Regions from separate parts of the Mus musculus genome. Here regions 1, 2 and 4 are each linked to region 3. A link is a contact called in public promoter capture Hi-C data. All regions are on one chromosome and are shown on one strand. Each heading gives the region's core, a stretch centred on a gene start, on an enhancer-like site or on the middle of the called end of the contact. The rest is flanking DNA. Distances are from core to core; before and after follow the strand shown.

What was found. Promoter capture Hi-C pulls out the DNA fragments that hold promoters and counts their contacts.
Region 1: a contact with region 3 is called in a promoter capture Hi-C map of cranial neural crest. The contact joins the promoter of Ssrp1 here to the promoter of Dusp19 in region 3. A contact is called at or near these places in 3 of 39 promoter capture datasets (cranial neural crest, maxillary cranial neural crest and pre-B cells).
Region 2: a promoter capture Hi-C map of maxillary cranial neural crest shows a contact between it and region 3. The contact joins the promoter of Zdhhc5 here to the promoter of Dusp19 in region 3. A contact is called at or near these places in 2 of 39 promoter capture datasets (maxillary cranial neural crest and pre-B cells).
Region 4: a contact with region 3 is called in a promoter capture Hi-C map of pre-B cells. The contact joins the promoter of Zc3h15 here to the promoter of Dusp19 in region 3. A contact is called at or near these places in 2 of 39 promoter capture datasets (cranial neural crest and pre-B cells).

The regions. Positions count from the first base shown.
Region 1 is chr2:85,033,485-85,039,871 of GRCm38.p6, reverse strand. It overlaps Ssrp1 (structure specific recognition protein 1), which reads right to left and starts at 2,752. Exons shown (of 17, transcript NM_182990.4): 1 at 2,544-2,752; 2 at 1,903-2,078; 3 at 1,334-1,519. The coding sequence starts at 1,956. P2rx3 (purinergic receptor P2X, ligand-gated ion channel, 3) reads left to right here and starts at 4,038. Exons shown (of 12, transcript NM_145526.2): 1 at 4,038-4,691. The coding sequence starts at 4,573.
Region 2 is chr2:84,711,377-84,717,083 of GRCm38.p6, reverse strand. Zdhhc5 (zinc finger, DHHC domain containing 5) reads left to right here and starts at 1,920. Exons shown (of 12, transcript NM_144887.4): 1 at 1,920-2,101; 2 at 5,612-5,707.
Region 3 is chr2:80,614,699-80,620,357 of GRCm38.p6, reverse strand. It overlaps Dusp19 (dual specificity phosphatase 19), which reads right to left and starts at 3,144. Exons shown (of 4, transcript NM_024438.4): 1 at 2,752-3,144. The coding sequence starts at 2,974.
Region 4 is chr2:83,641,663-83,647,378 of GRCm38.p6, reverse strand. It overlaps Zc3h15 (zinc finger CCCH-type containing 15), which reads right to left and starts at 2,801. Exons shown (of 10, transcript NM_026934.3): 1 at 2,652-2,801. The coding sequence starts at 2,726.

The DNA.
Region 1 (6,387 bases), core at 1,503-4,002, 4.4 Mb before region 3:
GTAAATCAAACGGAGAAAATGCAGATCCAGTTAAACCTCTGGGTCTCAACACAACTAACAGGTCCTGAGAGTCTCTAGCTCAGGTCACCAATGTATCTTCCTCAGGAACTTCAGCTAACTGAGTATACCAACTCCAAAACTGTTTCAAAACAATTTCCCTTTGTTAGTGGAGACTGTTTCTAGAACCCAGATGCCTTCTGCCCTACTCTTCAAGGATGTCCTTCTTCCAAGCCTCTTTCCTTCCCTTAACCTTTGTGCTTAAAACCTTTTAAGTGCTAGAGACCTGATGGCCCAGCAGTTAAGAGTACTTGTTCTTGCCAGAAGACCTTGGAGTCCTTCTCAGCGCCCCACAGTGGTTCACACCTGTCTGTAACTCTAGTTCCAGCTGATCCAATGCCCTCCTCTGAGCTTTGTGGGCACCGGGCATGCACATGGTGCACAAGCTAGCAAAGCCTCATACAGATAAAATAAATACTTTTTAACGAATGAAAATTATTTTTTAAGACTTATTTATGCCAGACAGTGGTGGCACACACCTTTAATCCCAGCACTTGGAAGGCAGAGGCAGGTGGATTTCTGAGTTTGAGGCCAGCCTGGTCTACAGAGTGAGTTCCAGGACAGCCAGAGCTACACAGAGAAACCCTGTCAAAAATAAATAAATAAATAAATAAATAAAATTATTTATTTTATATATGAGTACGCTGAAGCTGTCTTCAGACACACCAGAAGAGGGCATCAGATCCCATTACAGATGGTTGTGAACCACCATGTGGTTGCTGGGAATTGAACTCATGATCTCTGGAAGAGCAGTCAGTGCTCTTAACCACTGAGCCATCTCTCCAGACCCTGAAAATATTTTTTAACAATAACCACAAAAACTTTTTTTCTGGGCCTCTGGCTAAGAGTAGTAAAGAAACTTAAATTCCCAGATACATGCATCACCTGAGTTTCTAAACTTTGTGTAGGTGATCTTTTGATGAAAGTGAATATTAAAACCAAGTAACTCAAAAGCAGCTCAAAATGGAAAAGCAAAATCCTAGAGCACCAAGCTAAGATGCTGAGCCAGGACAGAGGGAGCAAGTGGAAACCATGGTATAAGTTAAGATGGTAGAAAACCTCCTGGAGTCCAGGTACACGACACGTGTACTGAATACACAACACTGTTTTTTTTGTTTGTTTGTTTTGTTCAATAGTCTCCAACAGCCTTGCTTCGAGGAACCCAAATGAGCAGTAACATGATTATCAGAGAAACGCCAACTGTCTCTAGAAGATTAAAAATAAAAAAAGACAAGGCAGTTACAAAGAAAGTGGGTCACAGAACAAGATCGCTCACCGATTCGCGGAAGCCATCGTACTTGTAGACATGCCCATTCTTTGTGAGCAGTTTAAGCCCATGGCCTAATGCTACCCGACGCCAGATGCCTTCTGTCAACTCCCCAGCCTGGATGTTGTCCACTTTGCCCGTCTTGCTGTTCTTAAAGATGATACCCTGACGGCTCAATCGAAGCCTCCCATCATTCTGCCCAAAATACAGACCCAAAATCAGAACAGGGTAGTGTGTAGTGGATCCTTTCTACCCCTTACCCATGGGATGCAGGATGGCCAGAGTATCAATTGAAAAGCGGTCGTGGTGAAATCAAGTTAAAAGACACAACAGACATTAAGTCTAGACTGCAAGCTTGGCTCTGGCATCAGAAACCCTGTAAGGGCCCCAGTTTCCTGGTTTTCTAATACAACTCAACAAACTCAACATCTTGCAACTCTTTGAGACTTTGCTCACGTTTTCGCTTGGGGGACACACTGATACACTGTTTCCAAAAAAGTAGTCAGAGTTAAGCTTTTCGTTCATAGATTCGAACTCTTTCCCCCTCTCTGCCTTTCTTTTGCCCAAGCCATTCTCACCATGGACCCTTTCACCTCCTGGAAGATGTCGTTGAACTCCAATGTCTCTGCCATGTTCACCTGCCCGTGGTGGCCTGAGCACACAGCCCTAGGCTGCACCAGAGAAAACGAACCCTTCTCTGGATGCTGTGCCCCAATTCCTGGTTAGTTGTGTAGATGTCCAGCAGGGTGGGAATCTGAATTCGGGAAGGAGACTGATAAGCAAGAAACAACGCCACCTTACTCCGCTCAGCCATGTACCTGGTATGTCTCAAGTTCTTTGCTGCCTGGGGATCTTACTGACCCGTTCTGCAGGGCTCCTGAGGCCAAGGCCCAGGACCCTAGGTGCAGAACCAGGCCTATAGTGGCGCTTACACCCCAACCCGACACCCTCTCGGTACGTTCCACGGACAGGCACGGCAACAATCGGCGGAACCTGAGACCCGCTCAGAGAGCGCACCTCAACTCCGCTCAGAGGGTAGTGTCCTGATCGCAGAGACCCCACCACCCCGGGGCCCCGCGTGAATCTACGTTTCTCCCCCTTCTTTTAAAATGGATTCGCCCATTGCCCGCGAATTTGAACGCGGATCGATCCATTCCGATCGTCCCGCGGGGGAGCGGGGCCCATGCACACCAGGGGCCCAGGGATCGCGACCACCCACCTCTAAGAGCTGCAGCCTCGCGACGGCACAGTGAGGGCGGTGGGCGCAGGGGGACGCAGGGGAGGGGGTAGGGATGCGGGGGAAGGGATGCCGGGGAAGCTTTTCCCGCGTGCGCAGCCCCGCGTCCCGCCACCGGAAGTCGCGCACGGACCATAGAGAGGAAGACTTGGCTAGAACGGCATCATCCGGGCCGACCAACGGGTACATTCGCCTAGAGCGTCGGCACTCCCCCTGGTCGGCTAAAGCGAGAGGCTTGCTATGGAATCCCACGCGGCTGAATTCTTGACTAGAAAACGGGAACACTCTTTAGAAAGTTACAAGCTGCTCTTCAAAGACTAGATTCCGAAGGGAAATTATGCGGTTTTATTAGGTGTTCAGGTTTGTATGTTTGTTGGAATCATGCACGCCCCTCCCTCCTGTGAAATAATCTGGGAAGGAGTCTGTTGAACAAGAAAAATACAGAGGTGTAGCCCCACTAGCTGCAAAGGAGATGCGGGTGTCGGCGATTGTGCTTGCTTTCCAGCTGTACCCTGGCAAGTAGATCAGATCCTTTCTGCAGTGAGTTCACCTACCCCCAACACTATCCTGTCCATATCCCTAATTTGTGGGTTCTCAGGAAGAGCCTAGCAGATGGCTGCATTAAATTCAAGTGGTGGTGTCGGATTTACCTTTGAGCTAGAACTTACTTGAAATCACATCAGCCTACGTTGGCAGAAGCCCGGATGGCCTCACATAGCACCGGAGTGCATCTTGCAAAATCTGAAGCCAGGTCTGACAGAGATGCTTGAGTTTATCTCATTTTACAGATGAGAAAAATGAGACCACAAAAGATTTGCGACTGGGTGTCAGTCCATTACCATCAAAACTGGAACCTAGAACACAGACTCTTTAACATCAGCCTTTTATAATCATGAGGGTTCAGGGTTTAGAGTGATTGCTAGCATATGTCCTACACAAAGACAGGATAAGCCCACAGTTTCCCTGAAATATCACTGCACTGACTTGCTAACTCAGTCCTGGGATATGATATAGATAAAAATGTGTTTTGTCATTCGGTGCTTGTGGCTTTAACCACTATCATTGCTAGCACTATTTAGCTAAGTCAAACTGGGCTTAAGACATAATGAAAACCTATTAATGCAGCACGTTTCTAGGATCTGACAAAACTGTTGAAGATCGTTAAAATAGCCCAGCCTCTTAGGAGCACATACCCTAACAAAAGATTTTAATAACTTCGGGGTTTAAAAAGAGAGGGAGTTCAGTAATTTCTGTGCAACTTGAAGAGTTGCAACCAACTAGAGTTAGAAATAAGCGACTTTCCGCTTTGTAGTATTACAAATCTGTAATCACAACACTCAAAGACTGGGGCAGGAGGATTGTGAATTTGAAACATGGCAACATAACAAGTTAGACAACATAATGAGATGCTGGAGGGCAGAGAGGAGGAGATGGTAAGAAATGCGTGTCTTCCTCCCAGGAGACACAGAACTGTCAAGAACCCTTTCTCCCTATTTGTGCTATTAGATAGAAATCGACAGACACTCAAGAGTGGAGTTCTTGGCTCAGGCAGATGAGCTAACTCAAGAGTGGGCAGTTACAAGGGGCTTTGGAGAATACAAAGCAGCTGGTGAGCTGGGATAGAGATGCCGCGTAAGAGAACAGAATAGAAACAGTAGACAGAGTGCAGATGAAACATAAGTCCCAGAGGGCCCTAGCCAGCTGCATCTCAGGCAATCTGGAGCCCGGGATTGGAGACCCCACCCCTGCTGTGACATCACAGGGGAGTGGAGTGAAGATGAATAAAAAGGTGGTCCACCGCCCTGGCCCTGGACTGTTGGCTTCTAGAGTGTCAAGAGGAGAGACGAGGCACTGGACTACAGTTGCCTGGCTTATAGGAACTGGCTCTTTTCCTCAAGCCCCATTAAGCAGCCCACTCCAGTTCTTGATCTCTGTCTCCCAGTCCTGAGGTCTTTTCTCTCCTTGGGCTGCATCCACAGCCTTTCTGGGTGGCTGTGAGCACTTTCTCAGTATGAACTGTATATCAGACTTCTTCACCTACGAGACTACCAAGTCGGTGGTTGTGAAAAGCTGGACCATTGGGATCATCAACCGAGCCGTTCAGCTGCTGATTATCTCCTACTTTGTGGGGTGAGTCCATGGTCCTTCGGATGGTGGGACAGAAGGGCTACCTGATGTCCTTCCCTCCCTCTCCCAAGGCTGCTCTGCAGCTCCTAGACCCTCTTCTCTGGGAAACACTTTGATTTGTGGGAGCCATGTCCTCAGGATTGGCCTCTGCCACTCCCATCTAGACCCGTCTCAGGTGCATTATTTTACCCAGAATCTCTTCCAGGATTCTAGACACATACGCCAAGAATATGAGTCCATTCCCTGGTTAAGAAAGGACCCATATGGTCCATCTTCCCAGACCAAAACAAAAACAAAAACCAAGTCAGACCCCTCCCCACATTTCCCCATTCCCCTCCATTGAGTCTTTAGAGTCCCAGAAAGATAAAGGAACGCAGGAAGGAGGAATGAAAACCAGGGAGATGGGCTGATGTGTGGAAGAAGAACCAGCTAGAGAGGAAAGGGGAGAGCTGGCTTTAATGTAGACTTAGGAATTTCTTCTTGTCATAGGGCTAGATGGTGAGAGGTTAAAAAGCAAGAGACATCTGTTCTTGGAGAGCAGGAGAACTGCCCCCCAAGCTAGACAGAGGCACAGACACACTCAAGGGAAGACCTGCCCAAGAGAAAGGTACCTTTTCTGACTTAGTGTGGGGCTTTTCCCCAGGAATGCAGAAATGATACCTATTGTTAAACAGCATAAATTCTCGCCTCACTCTGTGTCATAAGACACATGCTAGGGGTTGCTCAAGGACCAGCCAGATCCCAACACCGCCCTCCTGCACACATACAAAGGGACTTTGGCAAACAATGGCTGGGAGGAAAGCACGGGTCTGTCCTTCTTGCGGTCATTTCTACACACTGGTTGGCACCAGGAAATGCAGGCAGAAACCTCAAGGGTTTTCTTTCCTGGCTTGTGGGTCTGTGGTCGCTTGCCGTTCCTTGAAACGATGAGTCTGTTTGTGAAAGACAGCCACTGACTAGATCATGAGTTAATTCAGGCAAATCAAAGAGTATGTCCTGTGTGCTTGCAGCTGGAGCTGAAAGGTGGGAGTAGATAGATAGATGGGCAGATGTGGTTTTTCATAGTTCTGTTCCTTGGGTTTGATGAGAGTCTGTAGGCTTTAGTATAGCATTGTGGGGACATCAGAAGGAATTCAAGCTATGGAGTCGGATTAAATGGCCTTGAAGCTACTTTCCTATGTTGAAGTTTTGTGAGAAATGTTTAGATGTTCCATGTCCCTTTCTCCAAATTTGGCTCAAAACTGGTTTTTTGTTTTTTTTTTTTTTTGGTTGGCTAGTTGGTTAGCTTTTGTTTTGGAGACAAAGTCTCATCTATCCAAGGTTATGGACTTACTACACAGGTGAAGGTGACCTTGAATTCTTAATCCTCCTAGTGCTGAATTGCAGGTGTGGGCCACCACATCCATTTTTATGGCTGGCTGAACCCAGGACTTTGTGCATATTAGGTCAGCACTCTGTCAACTGAGCTACATCCTCAGCTGGTTCTTAAGCCTTCTGTGTGCACATATATATTCAGTGCCTTGATTGTTGATAGCCACAGGATGGTATATTGGTCCAAATGAAAGAAAAAGCTTTTCAGCACATTCCTAACCTGGCCTGGCTCTCCTGGCTCCAGGCAGGACGTTGATGGAAGACAGAGACAGCCATCTCCTAGATGGCTAAGCCCCCTTAGCTCTGCACTGCTCTTGGCTGCCCTCTC
Region 2 (5,707 bases), core at 671-3,170, 4.1 Mb before region 3:
CGTGACTGACAACTTGAGCTCCTATCTGTAAGCCAAGAGAGAACCAACACCCAAAAGCTGCCTGAACTCTGTCTGCCTTCTCTCTCTCTCTCTCTCTCTCTCTCTCTCTCTCTCTCTCTCTCTCTCTGTCTCAAACAAATAGTTTTCCTATTTAAAAAGGTAGGAAAATCAAGAATGCTTCACTTGTTAAGTAGAGAAAATAAAGCTTTAAAATCCTAGAGAAATAAATGAAATTTGACCCATCTTAAGGAAACATTATTTTATAGGCAGAATATACTTGATAGGGTAAATGTTGTACCTCCAAATAATACTTTAAAATTATTCATAATGCTGAAGATTTTTAAAAATTCTCTCCTTAGACCGCTCTATTGGCCGTGCTACCTACTTCCTCCATGTGTGATGTGTGAGCCACAGCCCAGGCCATACCACCATTCTGCCATGGTCTGAGAATTTACCCCACAGACGTCTTCGCCAACGGATTTTTCAAAATAAAGTTCCACTCCTTAAAACATGTATGCTCGTAACGGTTCCAATAAACGCTGCATTTAAGCCAGTAGTAAAAATGATAAGGGATAAGACTAGAGTCTAAAGAAAAAAGGGTAGATTTTTTTTTTTCTTTTCTTTAACTGGATGCCTAAGGCTGAAGTGTCAAAGTTAAATCAGTAACATTTGAAGTGAAGTCAAGGAAACAATGACAGGACTTGGAAATAACCCTGAACGAGACCTTCGCTTCAGGGAAGCGGCTCGGGGATATCTTTTTGAAGGGCTGTTATGTAACAGAGCTCCTTTACAAATGAGAGGTGGCCTGAAGCTGTAAGAGGAGAGCCCTATGGCAAAGCCACCGGGTCCACAGCCGTCTCGGCTTAATTAGGGCAAAATGTAGTGCCGCGATCTTCGGAGAGTTAGCCAGCAGCTCGCCAGGGACAGGAGCTATTCTAGAAAGACTTTTCTTTTCAGCCTGCTTTCTCAAATTGGGTGAGGTCAGGGCGCCCATTCCTCGTGTAGTCGTGGAGGTGTCTACGCCTCGCACCGCGCACTCCCAGTGCTTCACTCCATCGGCAAGCACTGTAAATCTAGGGATAGCAGCCGAGCTCCTTCATCTAACCCAGCCTTGGACAGAACCCTCTCCTCAGACTGTTCAATGGGCCGTGCGCCTCCTTCCTCCATAGGTGAGGCCATACCACCACTCAGGAATTCTGCCACGGTCTGAGAATTTACCCCACTGACGCTTTCGCCAACGGATTGTTTTAAATAAAGTTTCAGTCCTTAAAGAAAAAAAAAAAAAAAAAAAGTGTGTGTGTTGGAGGGGCTGCCCGACCGAATCCTCACACCAATGAATGAAGAGGCAAGGAAGGAAGCCGGAAAGGCTTAACGGTGATTGGCTATCGTAGATGCTTTTCAGGACTGTACCAGGCCAACTCGGAGGAGGCTGGTGAACTAAGAAAGGGCATCTGCTTGTTTTTGAGCACTTCCGGTACATACGTAGAATTTTTTTTGCTTAAAAGTTTTTCTTGACTACACTACAAATGGGAAAGCGGACAAAATAAGAGAAAGATCTCGCCAGACCAGTTCCTCGTCCCCAAACCGGCGCAGTTCGCCATGTCCCCTCTCCCGACCATCCAGCCAGACACGACGGCCAGGCGCGCGCGCTCCCGTGTCACTACGTGTTTGCGGCGCCGTGCCCCTGCAGCCAATCAGAAGGCGAGGTCGCCGCGGTCGCCCGCGGTCGCGCGCACGCTCTAGAGCGCCGTGGGGGCGGGGGTTAGGGGGTGAATGGAAGAGTGAACGGGGGCGGGCTCGGCGGCGCGAGCCGCATGAATGAGAAGAACGTGCCCCGCGAGAGACGTCGCCCGCGCCCGCGCCCGCGCCCGGGAGCCAATGGGAACGTCGTGAGGCTACAGACCGGAGGCTGAGGGCAGCGGCCGCGCGCCGGCCGCACAGAGGCGAGCGTCGGCCGTCGGGAGCGCGCGGCGGCGGGGCGGGCGTGGAGCGTGCGGGGGCCGCGCGCTGCCTCTCAGAGGCCAGACGGCACTGCTGGGAGGCGGCGGCGACAACGACGGCGGTGACAACGACGGCGGCGGTGACGGGCGCCGCGCCGGGGGTGAGTACCGGGGACGCTGGCCCCTGCGGAACCGGAAGTGCTGGGCTAGTGAGGTGGGAGGGGAGAGTGACCTCTAGGGAAGGGGGACCGCGGAGGGGAGGAGGTTAAGGCCCTACCCCTCCTCGGGCTGTACGGGCCCCGAAACGGACGCCCGCAGACTAAGAGAGCCGCGGCCGCCCGCCGGGGCTTGGACCCGGTTGGTGCCCGGCTGCCCAGTTGCGGAGCCGCCGCCCCTTCCTTCCCCGGCCCGCGGTTCTCTCAGCTCCGGCGGGCCCTGCGCGCGGTGGATTCCGTGTTTTCTGGGCCAGGGGTAGTCAGTCCTGCCCCCGGTGATGACTCCCACTGCTCCAGCTGCCGGCCGGGGACTGTACTCCTTTTACCGCTCCGCGGTTCAGGCCCCTCGCCCTACACTCCACTGGTCCTTATTTTGGTTAGAGCTTCGTCCTGTGGTTACCTGTTCTTTCTCCCATCCATCGGCTGCTTCTCCCTACCCCCCACCAGCCAGGTGCTCCATGCTTTTATGCTTTTAGTACTTTGTACTTTATTTTACAAGTAGGGCTTGAATGTATCTGACAGTATTTTATCACTAGCCGTCTATTCCTGGGGAAGTTTAAAGTTCCTTAACCAGTTGGCCAAATGAAACCACTAAAACGAGAAACAAGAAAGTGACTAAAGTTATTAGAAGTAGTCGTAGAATAGATACATGTTACATTGCAGACCATTTTTGTCCTCTTGGGTTTACTTCCTGGTTAATGCCATCTTGTCCAGGATAATCTTAGGTTAGATCTCCATCCTTTTATCCCAGTGTGAGCCTGCTTTGTATCAGACAGATCTGTCCGGTGCTCATGAATGCATACAAATTCATCTAGTGTTTGTAAGAATTCTATCGCCAGGTACTTGGGCACCTACGTCGATCTGTAATAATACTCTTTTTAAACTTCTTCTTGGATCTTTCCTTCATAGCATGTATTCATTCTTCTATATGACATCTCCATTTCTATATATTCAAATTTAGTGTTCTGTGCTATAAGGTTTGGTTATTTTAACAAATAATACATGTGCTGTCCACTGCACTGCTCCAAAGGAACTACTTATATCAAACCTTATGAAAGTCTTCAAACTACACATCTTGAATTGTTTGTTGTTGTTTTGAGACAGGATCTCTGTACATAACTGTTGCTGCCCTGGAATTCACTTTGTAAGACCAAGCTGATTTCTAACTCAGAGTTCTGACTTCCTGTGCCTCCCAAGTGCTGGGATTGAGGTCGAGAGCTACCACACCTGGCTCTGTATTGTTTGTTTTATACATACATATTTTCACTCAGTGATTTTTTTCCCCCTCAGTCAGCATGTGTCACGAACATTCTTGTCCACTTTAGTGATACTGTTGTGGATACACCAGCTTGTGACTGATGAACCACACTCGCCTTTCCGGTTTCGTCCCTTCTCTTTCTGCACCACATTCCTTTGATAAGACTTGGTGTGTTGATATTTATACCCAATAAATTATTTTATCTTGTCCCTTCTAATATCTATCTTAACATTTCAGACGATGGTCTCATTTATATTTCAGTATGCGGTTCCATAATTGCATGTACTGTACCGTGGCAGAATTAGTCTGTGTGGCTTTCGTCCTGTAGTAAATGTGACCTGCAATAGTATAGGATTCACTTTACGTAATAGTTAGGTAATTTTCCTTTTATCTTTGGAGTTTTGAGGGAAACGGTTCCTTTAATAATACTGTCTACAAATCAAATTTGCTTGTTCCAGTTGATAAAGATATTTAGGCCTAAAGTCAGGAAACAGAAATAAGCATAAAATCAGGACTAAATAGGATCTGGTTTTTAGTTGGACCATAGAAACTTAATGGAATCTTTGGGCCTTCTTTCTAATGTTACTTAACCCTCCCCCCTCCCTCCCTCCTTCCCCCCTCTCTCCCATCTTATTTATTTATTAAATTTTTCTTTTGGGACAAAGTCTTACTATGTAGCCCTTGCTGGCCTGGAAGCTATGCATACCAGGATGGCTTGGAGAGATCCACCTGCCTCTGCTTTTCTTTTTCTTTCTTTCTTTCTTTCTTTCTTTTTTTTTTTTTTTTTTTTCCCCAAGACAGGGTTTCTCTGTATAGCTCTGGCTGTCCTGGAACTCATTCTGTAGACCAGGTTGACCTCGAATTCTAGAAATCCGCCTGCCTCTTCCTTCCAAGCGCTGGGATTAAAGGTGTGCGCCACCACGCCTGGCTCTGCCTCTGTTTCTTGAGTGCGGAGATTAAAGGCATTCACCACCACAACCGAGTGGTGACAGTAGCAGGCTCCTTTGCCTTCTCTGTCTTAGGTAAGAACAGAAGTGATAAATTCCAGAACACATTTGTATTTCATTGTCTGGGGTGTTCGCTGTTTTATGTTTTAATAGCTGCTATTGTTATCAAGTAGTATACAACTTGTTGGGGAATAGCACTGCTTTCATTTGAAATTCTAACTTAAGCAGAAACCTTGGTCTGTAGATTCCAAGGTATCATTAGGCATGTAGTGTGGTAGAAAGGGTCTATGTCAGCAATTATACTCTTGGGTTAGGAACCTGGCTACCCAAGTGATTCAGTGGAATGGCCCCAGGCATTCTCTAGCCTTCAATTTTATAAAATAGGATAAGGGACTTTGTCACCAGATAATGTGAGTAAAGTGCTTTGAGATCACCAGATGAAAAGCATCCTGTAAAATTAAGGTGCTCGTGTTGTTTTGTTACTGTGATCAACAGAAATAATTGCTACTCTACTCATACTGAATTAGGAGGAGTTTAGTTTGCCTCCGAATAGGCCAGTGTTAGGAATTAAAAACTATTGAATTTGGAGGAAAAGAACCAATCCTTGTGTTGAACCTAGTCTCATAGAGAATATTTCACCTTTTGGTGCAAGATCAATTTTTTTTTTTTTTTTTTTTTTTTTTTTTTTTTTTTTTTTTTGCTTAGGACCCTTAATAGATGATTCCAAAAGTCCAAAAATTGAATTTCTGCCTCTTTGGTGTTGTAGCTAAAAGCCATAGGCATAGAAAGAGGCACACAAAAAAAGGAAATGATAGTTGCTGTCCTATTTTTAAGCTTCCTTGCTTTATTATAGGAATAAATATCCTCTTTGTCCAAAGAGAAAAATCTGTTTTAGCAGTGCCCTTCACTCCTGTGCCCTTGTTTGCTTTTAGATTTTTATATTCTTGATATGTTTTGTTACTGTACTTCTGTCAAGAGAGATGGTCTTTTAAGAGCTAGTCTTTGGATGACTTTAGGTCAGATAAGACTAGGTTCTCCTTCCAATCAGAATAGCCCTTAAAAAGGTGAAGGACTCAGAATGTATTTTCCACTCCATTTAGAGTTTATTCTCACATACATAGAAATGAATTGGAAAATGGTCTTTCTTTCAAAAAGCACTTTGTAACAATGACCTGTAGAGTTTTAGCCTTGGTGTTCTTAAGAAATACCATGAAAGCATTTTTTTGATAAAGATAATTTGGTTTTCCCCAGGTAAAGCACCATATCCCATCTGCATCCAGGAAGCCCAAGATTGAAGACAAAAGATCAGAGACATTGACTAACCTGGAAACAGGGACATCTTTGGAA
Region 3 (5,659 bases), core at 1,895-4,394:
AAGAAAAAGGGTATTAAGGAAATCAGACACCCACAGAGTTCAGGGCAGCAGGAGAGGGAACACTCAGTAGCTTTGAGGTTCATGGGCTCCCACCCACACACTGTGTGCCGCTAGTGCTGTGCCTTTCACCGGCTCTTTCTATTGAAAATGGTTCTCTACTCTCCCACATTTGGAGACTGGCTCTAGTTAATAAGCAAACAATTAGCTGGGCGGTGGTGGTGCACGCCTTTAATCCCAGCACTTGGTTGGGAGGCAGAGGCAGGTGGATTTCTGAGTTCGAGGCCAGCCTGGTCTACAAAGTGAGTTCCAGGACAGCCAGGGCTATACAGAGAAACCCTGTCTCAAAAAACAAAAACAAAAAGCAAACAAACAAACAAATAAAAAAAGCAAAGAATGAATGACAGAGTATAGCAGGTTTCCCAAATGATCAAATAGGACATTCGCAATAAAGGATTTCGAGAATTTTACTTTTCTGTGGCTCCATTTCCATAAACAATGCTCTTTTCCATCCCCTTCCATATCTAGGAATCAGCCAGCTTCTCTCACATGATAACCAAGAGGTCACAAGCACACAGTGATTCCAAGCTGAGAGGCTCCTTACTAAACCTGGTCAGCAGAATGTGTGTTCTGCTTCTGTCTACTTGGAAGCTGGACTTCCAAAATATGAGCATTTGGTAAATATGTGTGGTGGGTACAGAAACTCTGTTCTCTCACCATCCTGTGACTTTTATCAATTGGAAATACTTCATGACTAAAAAGGTGATTCTCGGTTTTAACTGTGTTGGGATGGGTAAACAGGTTCAGATACATTAATTTTAGTTTAGTAGTTAATATATCTTTAAACTAATTATTCTATTCTGTTTCTATTTTAAAATAATAAAAAATTGTAACATAACTTAAATGAAATTATTTCCCTTTTCACCCTACACTGACTGCCTTGGTAATTCTCTCTCTGTGTCCCTGTCTCTGTCTCTGTCTCTGTCTCTGTCTCTGTCTCTCTCTCTCTCCATATCTGAAGCAGACAGGTCAGGTCGACTATAGTTGCTTTACTTTCTAAGTGACTTCCAAATTAAGACAATATTGATATAAACATAAATGCTGTGTATTAGGTGTGCTTGTGGCGTTGAAGCAAGTACTCTATCACTGACTCTCACTATGTTGCTCAATCCGACCTCACTCTGGAGCCCAGGCAGGCCTTGAACTAGTTACTATCCTCTCTCAGCTTCTGAGACAGCTCTAATTGCAGCCAATTAAGATTCTTTTTTTTTAAAAGTATTTGCTAATTTATTCACTTACTTTTTTTTCTGTTTATTGTGTACATAAGAGAGAGAAAGACAAAGAGGGGGTGAGAGGGAGAGAGAAAGACAGACAAAGGACAGACAGAGATAGAGTTGGTGATCAATTGTGGAGGTCAGAAAACGCTTGGGGGGGTTGCAAAGTATGAATATAAATAATCTCATTCTTAGATGAAGACATAAGATCTGAACTAGCCAGCTCAGCCAAAAGTCACTTCACTTTCTGCTTTTCATTGGTTAGAAGATGGTATTTTTCTTTTCTCTAAACTGCAAATTTTATCTGGTCCTATTCATTGAGTCAATCTAGAGAAAATGTATGTGACAGTTCTTAGGATACATGGTGGGACTTGAGTTTTGCCAAAAGAAAAAAAAAAATCACAATGCCAAAACAACCTTATAGGATGTCCCTTCAGTGAAAGCAGACAGGAGCTGGGGAGGTGTAGTGCCATGCACACACACACTACACGCGCATACACTTATGCACACATGCACACAAAATAAACAAACTAAAAAATAATGTAAGCAGATGGGTTTTTGCAGTTTTGAGAGGATAAATGAATTGGAACACCTAATGTAAGTCCAGCCTTAAACAACATAGTACTATGATGGTGTGCAAGAGTCAGTCAGACTTAGACCTAATCCCCTTGGACATCTCTGCTATTTACTGAATCTATTGCCTGTGCAAATTACTTAACCAATATTAATGCCAATTCCTGTTTGTAATATAAAGATAATCCCTATTTGAAGATCTTTAAAACAATTATATGCTGTGTATAGTTCATATTGTGGGTGTGTCTAACTCCTGGTTCTGTGTCCAAGTGTTAATTTCTCATTCATAAATGCACACCAATGCAGACTTATGGAACAGGCTGGTTTCTACAGAACACCATCCCAGATCAACAAGGTAACAAGTGAGTTCTCTTACAAGCTTGTTTCTTTTGTTATCTGTGGGCGATGCTTGTATACGAACTCAGTATTTCCATAGCACAAGAAATAAGACCATCGGGTTCATAGCTATGAAGCAGAAGCCCTGTGTTTAACACCCAAAGACAGGCACCACGAGCAGATGCAGCCACAGGAAGGACGTGTGCCCTCAACATCCCTTCAACAGCCAAGGAGCCACTTGCTTTTTGCATTTTTTTTAAAGGATATAGTCTTTTCTATAATACAAGAAAATACAACATCCCATTATCTTTTAAAGAAAGTTAGAAAAACAGAGGAACATTTCTTCTAAAACTCAATCATCAGGTGTCAAAGTGCTACTATGTTTTCAGAAGAAGGTTGTGCGGGCAGACACGTCCCTATTTTGTTCCTAACCTAAAAAAGTAAACATTTCAACTGTACATCAGGATAGCTGATATTATTGTGCATAGGGAATTAGTGTGCATAGGGGAAGCTGATGGCAAAGGAACCCAGCCTAGGACTCCACAAGGAAGTGGCGAGTCAGTCTACTCACCCAGAAGCAACCAGGGCTTAATAACGCCAACTTGCAGGTCCAAGGTAAGGTCCTGCACATAGCCACAACCACCCCCACCGCTGGGCTCTGTCTCCACAACATGAACTGTGGCATCTTCCCAGGTTTCTATAAGTTTCTTTCCAGTTAGCGTGGTCACCCTGGTGCACTGCTTCCTGAGATTATCCCGGGAGAATGCTTTGATTTCTTGGTTCAGGGAGTGCATTACATGAGCGGAGAAGGAAAAGCAGCAAGCTCAAGAAAAAAGAAATAAAAAACAAAACAAAAAAGGCACTGCACTGCTAGTCAGTCACTAGCCACTTACTGGAGCTGGCCCCTGCAGTGACAACCTCACCCCTTCCAGAGAAGAGCACAGCCCAGGCCTGCTTCCCGAGCACCGTTGTAAGGTGAGAGCTGATTGGCTGCTAAGAAACGGGCGCCGATTGGATGCCGTTTCTCATCTGACGGAAGTTGGGGGTCTTCCGGATCTATTCAGATGCTTTTTTATCTGGGCGTGTCTTCCTTCACTCTTGGTTTTTTAATCTTAGCTTAGTTTTGGACCCGGGGAGCGGGAGTGGGGGTGGGGGAATATTCATTGCTAAGACTCATTTGGAGAGAGCTGATGTCTCGTTTTTTCTGGAAGTGTTAGACTGGTTACGGAGATGACAGCAGCTGACCTCACGGCCTTTTCCCACCCCAGTGTGAGTCTCCTGTGGCTCACTCACAAAAGCCTAAGGCCCCAGGGGCTGCCCCTCGTTTCCTCTGCCTTCACTTTTTTCTCTGCCGTTAGTTCTAGAAGAAACATTGACTAGATAGAACCACTGAGTCTGCTAGTGAGGCTCCAACTGAATAGAATCTACATTAAAAAGTTGTTTTAAGTATATGTTTCTACAGACTAGCAAGGGTTAAAATATATGTGTATTCCTTCTTTTCAACGCCTTATACAGAGTAAATGGTAATAAGTCTATACGTAGTTGGGAAAAGCATAAACATTTACCAAACAGATGAATAGAATGACGATTCTGCTTACAAAAGACGATTGCTTTTTGCAAACGGGGACTGCAAGATTTCAACTGAAATTTTCCTTATTAACCCTTAATAAAATGGAATTTTAAGATCATTTAAGTACAGTGCATAACGTTAAGATTTAGAAAAATGTATTCTTCAGCACTGCATACAAACATTTTGTTGCTTTCGAAACAAAGTTTATGGGCTGAATTTTTGTGCCCCTTCAAAATGAGTTGGAATTATGAGTCCAAGTGTTCAAATATTTGGAGCGAGGACCTCTGGGAAATAATTAGTATTATATTAAGACATACGACAAGGTTAATGGCTTCATGAAAACTGTACTAGATGAAGCAAGATTAAGGAAGGATGTTGGGAGAAGTGGGTGTCAAGGAAGAGGAACAAACACACCAGGAGCCTTGCTTAGGCCAGCACCTTGATTTTGGACTTCTAGGCCTCCAAACCACAAGAAGTAAATTTTTCTTGCTTAAGCTACACAGTTTGTAGTTTTTGTTATGGACACCTGAGATATGAGCCAAAGTTTTTCTCCTTCAAATGGAGTTATCTGCCCACAATATCTACTGGGGATTCCAAAGTGAACTGTAAATTGTTTGCTTCATTTAGTTGACCACAGGCTCCTCAGAAACAGCTCTAACTATAAATCAATCCATGTATCTAACAATGAGCACTTAACTATATACCCAGCACTCTACTAACAAATTTCACATACTTAATGATATGCACTCGGCATATAACAATACTTTAGACATTATGTCATTTTACTTTACCACAAACTATATATATAGTTTACAACTGGAGAAACATGGTTTCTTTACTATGGAATGCTGCACTGCCCTCAAAATTACAGTAACTGTATTAACAAATATTAATTGAACTGGGTGCTGCATGGATTAAATACAGTAATAATTAACTCTGATTAATGCTGATTAATAATTAATAATGTATCAGCATCACATTAAAAAGAGAAATAAGCTGGGCAGTGGTGGCACACATCTTTAATCCCTGCAGTGAGAAGACAGAGGCAGGTGGATCTCTATAGTTCCAGAACAGCCAGAGATACACAGAGAAACCCTGTCTCACAAAAACAAAAACAAAAACAAAAACAAAAACAAAAACAAATAAAGGTACTTCCCTTTAGGGTCCATTGAACCAAGAGTGAGTCCAGATTTGAAATGTACGTCATACCCTCTATGGCTTCCTTCCTCTGTCTGTTGTATGAGTCTGAATCTGTGCCTGACTGGAGGCTGTCTTGCCACTCTGTCCCTGTCCTTGTATCTGTCCCAGTATCTGTATATCTGTATCTGTCTCTGTGTATCTGTATCTGTACTTGTACCTGTGTCTCTGACTGTCGTTGTGTGCCTATCTGTTGCCTGACTGTGTGTTTCATCTCTGTGTGTGTCTGTGTCTTTCAAGCAGCACTGAAAGCATCGCCTAAGGAAGGAATGACATACTTCATAGAAATCTCTAGTAGAGGTTTACAAGCAAATCAGTCATTGGCTCCAACTGACCCAGATAGTACTACAAATATTATCAGTCAATATACAAATGCATCTTCAACATATATGTTGGATATTCATTTTTATAATATTGATTTTAACCTCTGCATTTGCTGCTTTCAGCAAATGATACACATTATTATGGGCTAGGGCCATAGAATAATATTAATTTTAATAATTATATAATTTTAGATTGCAGCTATACATTACATTAGGTTTTAAAGGTAATTACATGGGGGATCCCAGGCAAGTAAGGTTGATAGTTACATTGCTTTATTTTTCTTTGTTTTGTTTTGTCTTTCCAGACAGGACTTCCCTGTGTATCCCTGTCTGTTTAATCCCCCCTGCCTCCGGAGTGGGGGGATTAAAGGTGTGTATATGCCAGCAGC
Region 4 (5,716 bases), core at 1,552-4,051, 3.0 Mb before region 3:
CAGGATTTTGTACTGCACCCAAGGTTGACCTGGAATTCACTATGTAGTCTATGCTTGCCTCAAACTTGAAATCCTTGTGCCTCAGCTGCGATTACAGGCTCTGCTTAGTCTACGATCAGAATTTCTGTTGCTCAAAGCTGATTTCAAAGTATTATTCTGGCTGTAGGTAAACAAATGTTATATACTGTTTGGGAACAATATGTGAATGGAGAATAAAACTTCAACTTTACAATACTATGTGATATATTCATTTCAAGGAGAAAATACATACTCATAGTAAATCCATGATATCCCAGACAGCTTAAAAGAATAATAGGAAACACACATAATTTTCTTTTGTTTGTTTTATATGAAATTCAACTCAGAAGCCACAATATAAACTCACTGCATAGCTCCAAAAGTTGTCAAGACATGCTACGGTGTTAGAGAAATTATAAAATAAACCAAACTAGGCTTAATTCTATTACTGCATGTATTAGGATAATTTTAATCAATACTTTCTTTAAATGCACTTATCTTATTTGTTTTGCTTTTTTTGAAACTGGTTTCTCTGTGTAACAGAGCCCAGGCTGTCCAGGAACTTGCTTTGCAGACCAGGTTTGCCTAGAACTCTAAGATATCTACCTGTTTCTGCCTCCCCAGTAGGATTAAAGGTGTATGCCACCATGTCAGCATTAATGAATGTATCTTTGGAGATGTCTTCACTAATGAAAGCTAAAGTTGAGTTCTCTTTACTTCAAAAACAAAAATATTGCAACCACTAAAGAAACCAACCAACCAACCCTTCTTGACTAAGACTGTACAGAGCAGTGGTAGAATTCACCCCTAGAATGTGATGCCTTGGGTACAACCCCTAGAAAACCAACGAAATCTTGTTAGAGATGAAGGAAGACAAAATATATTCATGATTTTTAGGGCTAATAGACTATTATAAATAACTTTAATTTTGCTGTTGTCTTTCGATCGAGACAGGGTTTCTCTGCGCAGGCCCAGAGTCCTGAAACTTACTCTGTAGACCAGGCTACTCTTGAATTCAGAGCTCTACCTGCCTCTGCCCTTCTGAGTGTCATCTCCACTGTCAGGTGACAAAAATTAACGAAACAAAAAACCCTTTAGTCTCATTAATTAAAAGTGGTTATAGGTCCAAGTGGCCTGAAATACATTCTATAATGTTTTGTAACATTTATTTTTGAATGGAAATTTTACTGTTTTGTGGTCTATTTTATATTTATTCAATCTCAGTAGTTTGTAAGTAAAATGCTATTTCTGAATGTCCTTTGTTGGCACAATATTGAATTGCCACCAGATTATTATTCCCAGAGATTTAAGTCTCCCAAATCCTGATTTTTTTCTTCAGATGTAAAGGTGACAATTATTTTTCTTTCTTTTATTTTCCCTTGGACAAGAGTTTCTCTGTGTGCTCTGGCCATTCTGTAGACCAGGCAAACTGTCTACTGAGATGAAAGGCACACACCAGCACTGCTTGGCAACAGTTTTGCTTCCAGATGTTTGGCTACGGCAGTTCTACCTTAGAACTCCAACAGTCAGTAAATTATTAGATGTGTTCACATTAATTTTATTTAAATTAAATCAGCCAACTTTAACTACATACAATCTGACAAAAGATTAATCTCATTAGCGTGTATAAAGGAACCCTGGCGAATTCTCACTTCTATCTTTCAAGGCTATAACAATCAAATGTTGAAAAAAAACGATCATAAGCAAACATCTCATTTCGAAACCCCAAACATTCATTCTGGCTATTTTAATAAGAACGAGCCTACTAAAGGTTACTTTATACTCAGATGCTGTAAAATAGTCATCTTTTCTTCCAACTACATCCAAGTCTATGAGGTACCATTTACTTTTAAATGAGGATTAGTATGGAAGAAATACGTTTATCGAATGTGAAATTTCATTACCTATCTTAAGGAAACTCAAGTAGACAATCGTTGTAACCTGAGGAACATTTAAGAACATCAGTACCTTGCCTCACTCACTGAATGCCTACAAGTTCAATGCATTAAAAGACGCTCGTGTGTGTGTGTGTGTGTGTGTGTGTGTGTGTAGGTAAACTGGGAGCTCCCAATTTAACATAGGTACTGTGACAGAGCCTACGTTTAATTCAGACTCCATGTATGAACGAAGCATTCTGTACAAAACCGCTGGGCCACGCTTTTTGGGAAACCTCTGTTCTTGACACGAAAGTTTCCAGATGGACCAAACACCAAAAGAAACAACAACAACAAAAAAGTGGTAAATAGTCCGCTGGCTCTTGAAAATGAACAGCGCTACCTCTCACTGCCTGATAAAGAAAAAAACCAAACCCAAGGCGTCAGGTCAGTCAGGAGGGGCCTTCCAGAGCGCCACTCAGCTTGTTTTTTCAGGCACAGCCCGAGGAGCCGCGGAAAGTCGTGAGCATCGAAAGGCCGGGCCGGGGGTCCCTGGGCGGCCGAGTGGGCGCGGCGGGCGCGTGGGTGGAGACGCGGCGAGCGCGGGGGCGCAGCGGCCTCACTACAGCGATGAGGGGCGGCGAGAACCACTTCAGTCGGGGCCCACCGGGCCGGGCGCCGACACGTGGCCCCGGGGAGCCGCGCTCCGCAGCCCGGCGAGCCCCAGCCCGGTGCGGCGGGGAGGGGGAGGGGACGTACCTCGATGATCTTCTCCTTCTTCTTCTGCTCCGCCTTCTTGCTGCCCCCGGCCTGAGCCTGTTTCTTGGGGGGCATCGCGGAGGCGGGGGGCACCGGGCCGACTGCGACGCAGATGGCTACCGTCGGGGCGTCCGGCAGCTCGGCGGGAGCAGGAAGACCCAGCCGCCGCCGCAGCGCACGGAAAGCGACTCGCTCATTCGCCGCCCGGATGTGGCCTTTGCGACAGCACGGCGCCGCTATGCACTGTGGGGCGCGAGGCGAGGCGCCCGGAAGTGGAGCTGCGCGTGCGCTCCGGCTGCGCCGAGCCGGGAGGGGGCGTGGATGAGACGTGGGAACTGGGAAAGGCGCGGCGTGTGACGCCTCCTTTTGGTGAGGCGCTTGCCACTTGCTTGGCTTCGTCCTTCATTAGCACCGCGAGTGATGCCTCCTCACCTCACTTGTATAGACCCCTGGCGTAGAGAGTTCTAGATCTAGTTAGCACTGGACAGTACCATCTTGAGTAATCACGGAGCGGCTGCATCAATTATGAGCTACTGTCTTGTCCTCTGGAGGGGCAGGGTTGCAATGCAGCACCTTCAGTATGAAGTTGCGTAAAGAAATAAAGTTTCATTTGGAGATCGTCAGACGTGGAGTCCTAGTGGGTGAAATCCTTAGTTTCTCTTCAAGTCCTGTACTAATTTTAGGGGGCTGCCTTAACGATTCCGGAAAAAAAAAAATCACTATTTTACTATGTCAAACTAGCCTAACAGTATGGGCCAAGCCCAATTTAAGGTTAGTTTAAGTGTTTGGTAAATTCCATAATGACTTTACACACACGATTTCACTCATTACATCTACACTGAGGTACGAATGGTTAACTGTTAGCACTGTTTGAGATGAAACGCAGAAAGAAAGGTGGCTAAATGTAAAATCCAAGATAAGAATTTCAGCCTGGTTAGTCTTGCTTCAGGGCTCTGTTTATATTGTAGACTAAACCAAAAGTATGGCTTTTGATATGCAAATGAATCTACTATTTTTTATTCAGCCAAATACTGACTTTAAAAAAGCACACAATGAATGGCTGTTCTTTTGCATGGTTACTGTTTTACCTACATTGATTAACAGAAGAATCATCCTTCCAGAGAAGGGAGTTATTAGTTTTTCAACAATTTCATAAGCAGAAAACTACTTTGGAACCCTAATGCCACCATGAGGGAAATGGACAGTGTTCATCTGATGGCAACCAAAGCAAAAAGAGACACTTAGGGGCAGGGGACCCAATATTCCTTTCAAGGGCTTTCCCCAGTGATCTACTTCCCTTCATGTGTTCCACTCTCCCTAGGAGTGTCACCCAACTCAACAGGAGCCTTTGTGGAACACTGTGACAGTTTACTTTTCTGTATTATTTATTCTTCAGAAGTTGATTAAGAATTCCTGTAGTAGCAGAATGTAGTAATCTTAATATCCCCCTTTTTAGTGATTCATTTAATGTCTCTAATTTTAAAGAATTTTTTTATGGCAATCGTAAGTATGGAAAAGTTGTAAACAATCTAGAATTTCACAGTCATAGCTGAAAAATCATAGTTCACTATTATCTTTTGTTCCTAACTTCTAACTAAACCTATCCCATGCTAATGCTAGACTATGTGACCAATATTCTTAATATATTCTCTTATATGGAAATTAGAGTTGGTTTTAGTTGTTTATAACCAAAATTTGTTATGGACTGAACTGTTATGGGCTGAATTGTGTTTTCAAAACTCACAACGTCTACTACTTCAGAATGTAACTACATTAGGAGATAAGGGCATTATAAAGGAAATAGGTAAGTTAAAATGAGACTTTCAGCATAGACCTAATCCAATCTGAATGGAGTCCTTATTAAAAAAAAAGGAAAAATTGAGTTTAAAATTTTTTTGAGACAGGGTCTCCTTAAGTTGTTTACATTGGCCTTGAACTTCTAGCCTGGACTGGCTTTGAATTTGCCATCCTCCCATTGAGCCTCCCGAATAGCTGGAATTGCAGATTTGTGTTATGAGCCCTGGTATAAGAGAGAATCTATATTGTGCACAGAAGCAAGAAAAATCACATGAAGACATAGCGGGAAGGTCTGTGTCAAGGAGAGGCCTTAGAAGAAAGCAAACACAGGAACAGGACAAACACAGGGATAGGACGGAGTCTAGCAAGTCAAAGCTTTGAGTTCAATTTCCAGCATCATACAAACCAGGTATGGTAGCACAAGCCTGTAATCTCATCACCTGGGAAGGAGAGACAGAAGAATCAGAAGTTTACGGTCATCTTTGGCCACAGCAAGCTCAAGGCCAGCTTGGGTTGCATAGTACCTTACTCTGTGCATATAGCCTCCATCTTGTTTAAGTATCAAATCTGTAGTACTCTGTTATGGAAACCCCAGCAAAGTAGTACTCTGGTAGTAGTACTCTGGTAAGGCTTAGGACTAGAGTATAGACATTGCCACTGTGGTGAGCAGAAGCTATTTTATTCCAAATCTTTTGATAAAAATAAGGCTAACTTAACTGACCATGTAAATTGCTGACTCATCTCCTGAGTTGGGAAGGTACCTTCTAGAAGTGTTTTTATTTAAATATTTAATGCTTCAAGTCCTTTGACTTTCAGACAGTCTCCTTCAAGTCATTTTCCCCTCCAAAATAAACTATGACAAAAGACTTGCCAGCAGAGCATGTAAAATCTCTTTTAACCTGTCAATTTGAGTTTCTGTACTGTAACCCTTCACCGCAACCTACAGTGACATAACATTTTCTTAAGTGGATAACTTATCTGGTTCTGTTTGAAATACTTCTTGCTACCATTATAATAACTATTATGGCATTTGTCAAGAAGTCGAGATGTACAGTTTCCAAATATTGTTTTGCTTCACTGAAGCCTAAACCACTTTTCATGACCCCCATCAATCATGCCTGTTCCCTAGTAATAGCTTTCCGGTGCTTTCCCATGTCCTCTTGCAATAAGTGCTAGGAGTCTGCACTTTCCCTAGCACAGGAGTGAATGGTTTTTAGCTTCTGTCACTTCAATTGATATTCCTCATTTGAGGCCAACTTTTCCTATTT